3 separate regions of the Mus musculus genome follow, and all the other regions are linked to region 3. A link is a contact called in public Hi-C data. All regions are on one chromosome and are shown on one strand. Each heading gives the region's core, a stretch centred on a gene start, on an enhancer-like site or on the middle of the called end of the contact. The rest is flanking DNA. Distances are from core to core; before and after follow the strand shown. Region 1 overlaps Lrmda (leucine rich melanocyte differentiation associated). Region 2 overlaps Lrmda (leucine rich melanocyte differentiation associated). Region 3 overlaps Lrmda (leucine rich melanocyte differentiation associated).

Region 1 (3,971 bases), core at 1,387-3,886, 380 kb before region 3:
CCCTCTCTCTCCACATGTTCATGGCCAGCCTCTCTCTATTCTCTCTGCCTTTCTCTGCCTCTACTACCCTCTTAACTTCCCTCCCCATGCCCTAAATAAACTCTATTCTATAGTATACCATCCTGTGGCTGGTCCCTCCAGGGAAAGGGATGCCTTGACATGGGACCACTGAGACACCCCCTTCCCCCACACCTCACCACACCCCAAATAACATATTTTTATTTCTTTCTCTTTTATAACAGCAAGCACTTTACTGACTGAACTTGCTCCCCAGCTCTTGGCAATTGATCTTGTAAGATGATGTGAAAGCACAAATCAAAGAGTACCATGGGAGAAGATATCCAAGGAGAAGACAGGCAGGTAGTAAGAGATGCAGGGCATGTGGTAAGAGATGCAGACAATGGTGTAGTGCTTGAATTAGGCAACGCCTAGAAGCTAAGTAAGATTTATCTAAAACATGGCTCTCACCCTTCCTAATGCTATGACCCTTTCATATGATTTCTCAGGTTGTAGTGACCATCCAATCATTACATTATTTTTGATGCTTCTTTATAACTGTGATTTTGTTACTGTTATGAATCATAATGTAAATGTTTTTGGAAATAGAAGTTTGCCACAGGTTGATCTAGCCACTGATCTAGAGAATCTGGGAAGTAGCAGAGCCCTGCTGACACCATTTTGACTTCTAGAAATATAAAAGAATATGTTTTCATATGGCGGTACTTCATTATAGTAGTCCTAGAAAGCCAATGGCATAAATTACTATAATAAATCTATCACTGATCAAGCATAGTCTTACATCACACTCTACATAAGAATTTTATAAACATTACTACATTGAGCCATCCCAACTGTCTGCGATGTTAATTCTTTTGTTTTGTTTTTATAGATAAGGGAACACGTGTGTCTTAGGTCACGAAGCTTGTGAGTGGCAAGTGTCCTGGTCCTGGAAGTCTGCCTTTCCTTCCTTGTGATGCCACATGGAAAGCCAGAGTGCTGAGGTCATTCCCCAGGGCATTCCCTAACTGCTTGACCAGAACCTTAGTGCTCACCAGCCCTCCTGCACTTCAGTGGAATATGAGGGAAACCTGAGATATTCAATCTTCTACATGCATTTTGGCCATGTTGATGTCATAATCGCATTACCTATTCACGATCATTAGAAGATGCAATTTAAACCAAGATTTCTTCTGCTAAAAAAATGTTAGAACCATGGTTGTGTAGGCTTCTTTTTCATGGAGAAATCTCAGGTCATGCATGTAAGAATGCAACCTGGAATGAGCTGGCAGACAGAGATGACAAAAAGTGCTAAGCACAAGGTCAGGTCGGCCAGGAGTTTGGAACTGGAAAATAGGCTGACCGTATCTGAACTGCATCAGATAGCATAGTTCTTTGGAATGACGGCATCTATTGGATTGGTTTTCAGATATTGGTTTTGCATCAACAAAGAATCCCATGAATGAAGAAATCAGGAAGCTGTGATTTTACCCCATCCGTCCCTCACTCTGTATCTCCCTGCCTCCCTCCCTCTTTTGCTTTTCCTCTTCTTCCTCCTCCCTCCTCCTTCTTCCCTCTCTCCCCCACCTCCTCCTTTAATACAGGGTCTCATTGGATAGCCCAGACTAGACTGGAACACACTATATATCCAAAGGTGATCTTGAACACAGCAATCCTCATGTCTCAGCCTCCTGACTGCTATGAGTAAAGGTTCACATCACCAAAACTGACCCCCTACATATCTCTATAGCAAGATATTTAAGAAGATTATTCTGCTTTCTCATAATATTTTTATTTTTCTATTTATAAATCACTAATCTGAATAGGCTTCTGGGACTTTATAGACTACCAAAGGATCGAAGATTCCCTCTGTTTTCACCTGCCACTTGACTAGATGTGCAACCTTGGGCAATTTTCTTGGTCTCTCTGAGCCTTGGTTTCCGTTTATTTATTATTAGTTTTGTTATTATTAGTAGTACCATTTGTTTATTTATTTTTTTAATGGAGAGCATTCCATGAACCTCCTTGATGTTGTTATGAGGAGTCAGTAACAAACTGAGTACTGCTTAGGACAATACTCACTAAATAAATCATCATTGTCATCATCATCATCATCATTTTATTTTATTTTACATTTTGGTTTCTGGTCATTTTAAACTGTATCAGTTAAAGGTACACTTACCTGCAAACCATGTCTACTATTATTTAGCAGTGTCACACTTTTAAATATGCTGTTCTCCAGATGAGTAGCAAGGAAAGAATTCACTAGTTTCACCAGTGCTTTGAACTGTTAAGAAAAAAAAAGTACCCCTGGATACGATGGATGTGATGGATGTGATACTGCAGAAAGTCCCGGCTGAGTTAGCTCCCTTCCCTGCTAGTCTTCCCTTTGCTCTGGGATTGGACGTGATTTTCTTTCCCTCACTTAATTTCCCACTTGGAATTTGTATATAGACTCTGATAAGGAACCCCTTAAACTCAAACTAAGAGAGTGCAAGATTTTTGTGGCTAGAACTGTAATGTAATGTAAATAACCTGATCTCCCAGTCAACTGTGCCTGTCAGGAGGGTACGTGTGATCCTAGCTACCACAGCCCCTCACAGACCTTTGTTCTCCATTAGCGAGGTGCTAGTTCCACCAGCGAGGATGGTTTTATGACTTGGCATAAGCTTCTGCTGCTTCCCAGGCGCAGCAAGGGGAGTTAGTTCAGGGCCCTTGAAGACTTCTTTTGTTCTGCCAAGTTAGGGAGGAAAGAAGGGGTGAGGCTTGAAAGCCTGTTTGTTTACACTCAGTACCCAGCTCCCTGCCTTTTTCATAAAAGGAAAGGCAGCCAGCAGGAGACTCACAATCCTCAGCACTTCCCACTTGGTTCTTGCTGCCTTCTCCCACTTGTGTATTAAGCAGCCAGGCAGCTGTTGAACACATATTATCAACAAAGCAATCTTCTAGCCCTTTGATTCAAGCTATTCCTATCCTGTGCCCTGAAATAAAATGACTTTCACAATTAAAACCCTGAAATCAATGTGGTGTCTATTGTCATGTGTGCAAGAGAAACGCTTTAATTACAACCATAGTTAGATAATACAGTCATTACACCTCCCTAATCTCAGATATACAACCAGCACCCTCTGAGCACTTTACCACCCTTTCTTTGATTTTTTTTTTCCTTTTTCTTTCTTTCTCTCTCTCTTTTTCACCCCCAACATGAATGGCTTTTTATCTAAGCACTTCAATTTGCATGCCTTTGCTCTGAGGCAGCTCCCCATGATATGTTAATTGCAGATTGCTTTAAGTACTAAAAGATTAACATAAAACCCTTTGCAAACAAGCTAATAGTTTATGATAATTTTTGCATGGCCTTTGTCTGTCTATCACTGGATTGCCTCTAGCTGTAATTTTATAAAGAAGCTGTAAAATATCATTTAAACAAGTTCATTTACACATAATTATTACCAGAATCACATTATTCAATTTAGATACTCCAGCCTATTAACAATCCATGAACTAAAATGTAATTAAACTATTTTCCTTTTATGAACCTATTCATTACAATGTGTGGGAGATGGATCTCTCAGTTTCACTGCAAAACTCAGCACTTTGTTGTTGGAATTGACAAGTCTGGCACTCATTATGTGCTTTTAATTATATTAAAAGTATTGGGAGACAGCTCAGATAAAGAATATATTTAGAAACGAAAGCTTGGAAATGCCAAGATGGTGTCATCCCTAAATATATATTTGTTTTACTCCTGCTCTCTTCCCCATTTCTGAACAGTGAAAAATAAAATAAAATCAGGCTGGTTGTTTTAATTGAGATTTTCTGCTCTTAAAGTAATTTTTCTAATTTAAGCCAAGAATAAATACCTCATTTAATTAATGGTGTTTACTCATCTTTCCCACAGATTTTATCTACTTTTGTAGAACCGAGAGCTAGAATTAGAGCCAAGGAAGTCTTTTCTCCTAGTATTTACCGAC
Region 2 (4,124 bases), core at 160-2,659, 310 kb after region 3:
CCAAGGGAGCCAATAAGGAGGATCTCCTCCACAGAAGTGAGATCCAAGCACAGCAAACTGAGAGAAGAAAAGATGGCATTCCAACATAATTGCACAACCATTCACCTGTTCCTCAAACAGAGCCCCAGTCTCTATCACACACCCAGGCCCCCCCTCCTATAGACCCCAGTCTTTATCACACACCCTCCTCCTATAGACCCCAGTCTCCATCACACACCCAGGTCCCCCCCCTCCTATAGACCCCAGTCTCTATCACACACCCAGGCCCCCCTCCTATAGACCCCAGTCTCTATCACACACCCAGGCCCCCCTCCTATAGACCCCAGTCTCTATCACACACCCAGGTCCTTCCTCCTATAGACCCCAGTCTCTATCACACACCCCCCTCCTATAGACCCCAGTCTCTATCACACACCCAGGCGCCCCCCCTCCTATAGACCCCAGTCTCTATCACACACCCAGATTCCCTCCTCCTAATGGCCAGAACTTCTCTGGAAGATTTTTACCCTCTAGCTTTATGCTTTGACCCTCACTGGTATGCAAACACATATCAGAAATTATTCTGACAACTTGGCCTTCATCTGAAAAGTTTTCAGACCTGGTCCTCAGACCATGTTGATAGAGGAAAAACAAAAGTAAACAACAACAACAATAACAAAAGCAAGAAGGCACTCGAATCTTGAGAAAGATGAAAAAGTTCATCATGCAAAAGGAGAGGTCACACCCAAGAATGAGGAAGGTAGAACTCTTGCAAACAAGTCTCCAGGACCCTTCTGTCACCGTGGTTTAGTGTTGGTATCCTGTGAGTGGTTAGCATGGCACACACCTTAGCATGCCTCTTGTTCCCATAAGCTACATCAACCTATCCAGTCTTTACAGCACAAGCATGGACACCATGCCCCATCTTTCCATGAGCCCCGCATTGTTCTGTAGCTCTAAGCCAAGCAAAGACACTGCTGGTTCCTCTCACAGCCCCCTCCTCTACTGCCTACCTCATGATGCATAACCCAGCCCCAACACACACCCTCATGAGTGTGTGTGTGCACATACACATAGGATGTAATACACCTGCACGTGACAGGAAGCTAGGAGCAACACCAGATGTAATAGGTGTCATCAGGAAGACGTTGAACAGAGGGAAATAGCATGCAGAATCTGAATTCAGGCTGGGCTCAGGCTCCTAAGCCTCAGGACTCTTTGCAGCAAGGCCCCGGAGGCTGCCACGGTCTCTGGTTGGGTCCAGGGAAGCAGTAGATAAAGCAGATAAGTAAAGGCATTTCAATCGATGATGCTCCCCCATGACTCAGTGTTTCTTTATTGCAACATGCTCGCTATAAAAGCCATTTTCCTCTTACAGGATCTGCTGGGGCAACACGTGATGTCATCATAAATCACCACCCTCCACCCCAGCCTCTCTTTCTTTTCCTTTAAAATGTCAGCAGATTTCTTGGAGTTTCTAAGGAGCCAAGAGAGCCAGCACCATCTCCCAGTTTTGGCAGGGAAACCCATCTTCTTTCCCAAGATGTCTGTCTTCACTTCCCCTCTGGCTCTCCCAGAGGAGCGCTGCGACGATAAAGCCTGGAAGCCTCCAGAAAGTCACAGAAAGCAGTTATGGAAAAAAAAGAAGAAGAAAAAAAAAGAAAGAAAGGCTCTCCTTTCTACCCTGTCCAAATGTAGCGTCTTTCTCTCAGTCCTTTTTTTCCTCTCCTCCTATTTTGGTGCACTTCCAGGGGAAGTGGATGTATAGAGGGAACTGTTAAACAAGGTCTAATACAATCCATGCCTCCGAGGCACGGATGCCATTAATCAGAACGATGGCTTTGTGTGAGAGAGGCCACAGGCTGGATGGGCGCCATGGACCAATAACGCAGACAAACCCCTACCTACCCAACCCACACTATCCCCTTTGGGGCTTGGTATTCATTTTTCCTACCCTTCCCCCCACCAAACCCTGTGCCCAACATTCCCACAAAGGCCTCCTGGAAAAAAAAATACTATCATAACAGGGAGAAAAAAAAGTTTCCTTTTATTCTAAGTTCACTGGACCAAAAAGGAAAATCCTAAAGAAACTCTAACCCACAAGATCTTGCAGGGCCATGGCCAAGAGGAACTGTCAGCTAGCTAAGGTTTTTGTCTAGTCACACAGGGTATCACTTTTGAGAAAAATCTGTATTCTGGAAGGGTCCCTTCTAGAAAGAACTCTGTCAACAGAAGGTACTGCCAACTGTCCATATCCCCAACATTTAGTGACCGGATGGCGTTGAAAACATAAAGTACAGCTAGACTCCTGCTGGAGCGTCTTTCTCTACTCCTGACTCACAGAGCACAGTCTCCTCCACTTCCAGCCATATCCCTCAAAGAGAGCCGGGTTAACTACAGACAACAGAGAGCAAAGGAGCTTCCAAATGATTAACTAGCACCTATGAGACCTTTGAGATGATAATGGAGACCCTATGTCCCCTTCCTACCTCTCCACTAGCACCTATGAGACCTTTGAGATGATAATGGAGACCCTAAGTCCCCCTCCTACCTCTCCACTAAAAACAAATTCTTTTGCTGGACCTAGGATGCCTGACACTTAAACATTCAGACCAGGATCGTCCCCAGAAGCTTGGAGATGTTCCTTGAAGACTTTTCCTTCTTTATCAGCCATTTGCACTAAACCTAAATGAGTTGGGGCTCCTCAGTAAGAAGCAAAGAGGAGAATAAGGTAACAGGAATAGGAGTTAGGGAAGGTGGAGAGTCACAAGTTTGATGTCTGATACTCACAAGCTGCCTACAGGGGTCTTTAACATTCTCTGTCTGCCAAGAACACCTGGTGTCCTGTGTTTCCCCTCTTTCTTTCTTCCTGGACATCCTGATTGATTCCCACTCAAAGATAGGAGAAACTCAAGAAGGAAACATGGAAGAATGAAGAGATGAGGCAAACAAAACAACAACAACAAGTCTGCTATGGACCATCTTGAGGATCAGAGACAGTAACCAAGACACTTGAGATTCTGGATGTGTCACTGGACAAGCCAGAGACTGCTAGGGGTCAAATGACAAGTGAGGCCCAGGTGTGGAGCCTCTAATCCAGCATGGGAGGGAGAGGCTGAAGAATGGGGCATTTGAGGTCAGCCTCAGCTACACAGCAAGCTCTGGAGCAGCCTAGCCTACATGAGACATTGTCTCAAAACACTGGAAAGACAGGTTATAGAGAAGGGCTATGGAGAGAGCGGGAAAGTTTCCTGCCAGGTCAAGTATAGCCCTGACTCTGACTTCCTTCTCTGCCATTGTTCGGGCTTACCTTCCTGCCTACAGACTCAGTCTAACTCCCCCAAACGGTCTACCCTGATCCTCTTTACAGATTCAGTTTCAAAATACACCCACTCCAGGAAGCCTTCCCATACTCTCTGGGTGGGTGGGCATCCCATCCGTCCTTTCCCTGGGTTGTAGTCACCTGTCCCTACATGGGTTTCTCTCTTGGGGACTGAGCTATTATTGAATCATCTCTGCCAGGCTCCTCACCTGGCACATAGCAAGTATTTAGGAACCAGTGAGTAAACCAATCCAGGCACCAAAAGAACAAACACGATGGCCAAGTAAAGGGAATCTTTTAGGTCTCCAGCCTCCTACCTCCCCTTTTACTTTCTGAGATTTACATCAAGGTTTTGCACAAGCTAAAACAGGGACTCCTGAGAGAATGGCTTCTAAGTGAGTCAAAGGGGTCATTCCGTGGGAACCCCTTTCTAGGATGGAATTTTCTGGAAGCTTTCCACAGTACCAGGCTACCCCACCTGAGATTGAAATCAGCAAAGGAGAACAGAAAGTGGACACTATTGAGAGTTTATTGTCTATTATAATGCTAAGTGCGGCCCCCAAAGACCTGGAGTCTGCACGTGGTCCCTGAGACCATGCCCCCAAGTTATTTCTGATTGGTAGATAAAGATGCCAACAGCCAATAGCTGGGCAGAAGAGACATAGGCGGGGTTTAGGTTGCCCAGGTTTAAGGTCAGAGGAGAACCATGAGGGGGAAGCAGCGGAGGAAAAGGAAGAGAAGCCACCATTGGGTAGGAGTCAAGAGAACTTGGCTCTAAGGGCTGACCAATTGGAGTTAAGAGCAGCCCAGATGAAACACAGTA
Region 3 (3,711 bases), core at 1,099-3,598:
GGTCTCCATATGCGCACACGCACACGCGCGCACACACACACACACACACACGTGTGCGTGATCTCGGGTATAGACACATACAAAGAGTTGCACAGGAAATCATTTCTTCCTCTTCCTCAGCAAGATTTTATTATGTCCATCTGTGGCTTGTACAACTATCTCCCTCAGGCCTAAAAACTTACTTTTGTTTTGTTCTGTTTTTTAAGACAGGATTTCTTTGTGCAACTCTGGCTATCCTGGAATTCTCTCTGTAGACCAGGCTGGCCTTCAACTCATAGAGATCCTCCTGCCTCTGCCTCCCAAGTGCTGGACTGAAGATATGTACCAGCACTGTCCAGCTAAGAACTTGACTTTCTAAAAACATAGATCTCTACAGGAAAAGCAGCAAGCAGCCAGTACCCAAATCACCCGTCCTGACCATGAAGATAACATCAGTATCTTTTATAAAGGATTATACCAGTGACTCAGTGGATTAATATTATAAGTTACTTTAAGCACACAATACTAAATAAACACTAATTAGCCCACCACCAAAATAAGTGGATGTTGCTGTACTAACAAGCCCCACGTTTCAGTAGCTTAAAACAAAACAAAAAGAATGATAATTTCTCTTAAGCTCTCTAAGACCAATGTAGGTCTCCTGTTGGGGAGATGGCTCTAGTCAACACAGTTGTTCAGAGATCTATATGAACAAATTCTTCAATATTTTATAATGCTGCTCTTCCAATAAAAGACATTAATTAGAGTTTTTCCTAAGAAACATGATGCTTAATTCATCTCAAATCTTTGAACCAGAAATGATCCAGACAATTTCTTCCCCCACTGAATTAACAAAACAATGCATATACAACTTCGTGATAGAAAGAAAGTATGATTTTATCATACAGACAGAAGGAGATGAGGAGGAGAAATAGTGAAGAAGTGGCACTTGTCACAACTTTACCCAACTATCATCATCACAAATATCCCAGCCCTGGTGCTGAATTCAAAAGTCACACACTAATCCTCAGCCACACCCCATACATCCAAGTCTACAAATGAGTAGGTCACACGTGTAAATAAGGCTGATACAACACGTTCGTATCACCCATCCATGTTGGTTTATGTCCCTGGTCAACACCTGATTTAAGTCTCTTAGGATGTCTGTGTGTATCCTGAGCTATGGACTTATTAGGAGCTTGAGTCTGATGATCATTAAAAGACCATCTTGTTCAGGAACTGAATCAAATCCAGTTCCTTAGTAGCATGCTCAGGGTCACCAGGAGAGTTGTCTGGCCTGGCCAGAAGCAGAGAAACTAAGAAAAACAGATGAACTATTCTCCTTCCACTTGAAAAAACCAACTGGAGAAAGTGTGTGTGTCTGTGTATGTGTGTCTGTGTGTGTCTGTGTGCCTGTGTGTATGTGTGTGTATGTCTCTGTGTGTGTGTGTCTGTGTGTGTGTCTGTGTGTGTCTATGTGTGTCTATGTGTGTCTGTGTGTGTGTGTCTGTGTGCCTGTGTGTATGTGTGTGTATGTCTCTCTGTGAGAGACAGATAACGACACACATATACATATACAGAGAGAGACAGACAGACAGACAAACATACACACACACACAAAGAGAGAGAGAGTACACAACGAAAGAGACTTGTGTTGTTTTGGAAGATATTACTGTAAACAGAAAGAGCTATGTTAAAAATGCACTTAGGAGCTTCCATAATGTGCAACAATTTTCCTAAAACTGCAATGGGAGGGGAAAAAAACAACAGAAACATGAAAATGTAAAACCCTATTACCCGCACTTCACTCTGTAACACCCAACTCCAGTCATCCCTAACATATGTCTTAAGTGTGCTAATTGGAAAGGTTGTGCTGCGTACAGCACTGTTTTCTCGATGACAACTGCCCTCCTTTTATCACTGGGCTCAGTACCAAGAGGGAAATCATTTTCAAAATTCAAAGCGTTTTGATCTGGTTGTGTCACCCAGCTGCCTGCACTCCACTGGGATTCTGTCTTAGAGTAAAAACACCAACGTTCCAGGCAGTGGCACTGAGGCCAGGCAAGGCAGAGGATAGCTGAATGGTGAAGTGGAAATAGAGTGACTAAGAACTGAAAACAATAGCAAAGTCCAATAACACCCCTCCAAGGTTGCCAAGCTGTTTCTCCTTCAAGAGGGCACATTGACTATACTGCAAATGTTTACTGAAAAGAAAGTCATTAACTAATAAATCCCAGAGAGGAACACTCCGCCAGCATAAATACCACCCAGGAAAGCAAGCAGCGAGGCTTTCTCAGTTTACACTCATCCCCTGCAAAACGACAAAAACCTTGGGCAGATGACAGACGATGTGTGGTCTGGCAAGTGACTCAAGACTATGAAAAAGTCTCCCAAAAATGAGGAGTGGGGGCAAGTTTAATATGCGCTTTGGGGAGTCACTCCTGTTCCATGTAAAAGCCACACCCACAAAACAGAAAGGCAGCATCTTGGCATTCAAGCATCCTGGGCCCAGCAGAAGGAAGCTCTTCACAGTTCTCCCACACAAATGGTGTTTCTAGATGGTTTCCACATGTGGGACTAAAACTGAAGGAAAGCTACCAGCATTCAAACAGAAACAGAAATGTAAATTCCGAAGTCAGAATGCATTCCAGGGTGACAAACAGATGAGTTATTTGGATCAGCTCTGCCCATTTTAGCTTTCAGGGCAGTGTTTGGGATAATGAAGATTCAGCACTTTGACCAACCAGAGATTGTCTAGGATAAATAACTACAAGTCCTATTTTGATTGTTGTCATCAACAAAAGCTGGCTGAGCTAGTAGTGCTCATACAGCCCTGTCCTCCACACATGGGTTTCCAGTGGGGACTCACGATGGATGAACTTTGGATCACTGAGATTGCATGCACATACAACCCAAATGAGGATGGAATTTGTATATGTGCCAGCGGGGCACAGCTGTTCCAATTGGCCTTTGGAGGAAAGAATCTCCATTCAAGCTCACTTCAAAGACACTTGCTGTCTTCTGTTTTGTCAACATGATGCCATGCATGTTGATCTGGTACTTCTCTGGGCAAAACTGTCCTCTTTAAAGAGCCACAGTGGCTCATGTCCAGGAAGTACTATGTGCTGGGTTTTCCCAGGGCTCAGGAATTACCACAGACTATATATATGTGGTCACCCCAATCATTTCTTCCCAACCTGCTCCTTAATTCCTAAGTTGAATGGTCCCCAAGAACAGAGACAAACGGAGATGGACTACGCCTATGACAGGCGCCTAGCTCAATGAAAATGGCAAGATATTGGGCAATAGCCATAGGTACAACATGCCTTACCTATCCCTGGTCGTACAGAATACAAGTCCCCAAATTGCAAAGCCTGATAACTCACCTCTCAAATAAAGCAGGAAACACAGCCAACATAGGTAGTTGGGCTCTAAAAGAAAGTGTGTGTAAATAATGGGAACAAACAAAATATAGATTCCAGAGGCCCTGTCAATAATTGCCAGCTGGGCTCCCACTGCACCATTTAACTGTAAATCCATACTCACTAAGAATTGCATCACAGATCATAAATACCTGTTTCTATCATGTCGCCACATCCAGCTTTGCCCCAGAAAATCATTAACTGGCAAAGAAAGTTTGCAGTTTAGAAGGTAACAGTAACGAAATGCTCGTGTCTGCATTTCCTACTCATGGTCCAAAGAGCAGAAAGCAATCTCTAAATGTGTATATTT

Evidence for each region. Hi-C and Micro-C count contacts between places; a contact is called where the count stands out from the background.
Region 1: a Hi-C map of uterus shows a contact between it and region 3, with 2.4 times the contacts expected there. The contact joins two enhancer-like sites. A contact is called at or near these places in 2 of 484 Hi-C or Micro-C datasets (nephron progenitors and uterus).
Region 2: a contact with region 3 is called in a Hi-C map of uterus, with 2.7 times the contacts expected there. The contact joins two enhancer-like sites. A contact is called at or near these places in 2 of 484 Hi-C or Micro-C datasets (cortical neurons and uterus) and 1 of 9 other capture datasets (embryonic stem cells).

Annotation. Positions count from the first base shown.
Region 1 is chr14:22,745,041-22,749,011 of GRCm38.p6, reverse strand. The region is part of intron 5 of Lrmda (leucine rich melanocyte differentiation associated); the gene reads right to left. All of the region lies in intron 1 of Gm30926 (a long non-coding RNA gene), which reads left to right. Among named protein-coding and RNA genes, the nearest start is that of Gm30926, 54 kb to the left of the region's middle. Within about 2 kb of position 2,636, at least 45 of the 459 cell types and tissues checked have an H3K27ac peak or open chromatin away from gene starts, as enhancers often do. A contact at or near this core is called in uterus, where this site is marked.
Region 2 is chr14:22,049,751-22,053,874 of GRCm38.p6, reverse strand. All of the region lies in intron 2 of Lrmda (leucine rich melanocyte differentiation associated), which reads right to left. It overlaps Gm41107 (a long non-coding RNA gene), which reads right to left. Exons shown (of 2, transcript XR_874399.2): 2 at 1-4,124. Among named protein-coding and RNA genes, the nearest start is that of Gm41107, 21 kb to the right of the region's middle. Within about 2 kb of position 1,409, at least 34 of the 459 cell types and tissues checked have an H3K27ac peak or open chromatin away from gene starts, as enhancers often do. A contact at or near this core is called in uterus, where this site is marked.
Region 3 is chr14:22,363,313-22,367,023 of GRCm38.p6, reverse strand. The region is part of intron 2 of Lrmda (leucine rich melanocyte differentiation associated); the gene reads right to left. Among named protein-coding and RNA genes, the nearest start is that of 4930405A10Rik, 180 kb to the left of the region's middle. Within about 2 kb of position 2,348, at least 9 of the 459 cell types and tissues checked have an H3K27ac peak or open chromatin away from gene starts, as enhancers often do. A contact at or near this core is called in uterus, where this site is marked.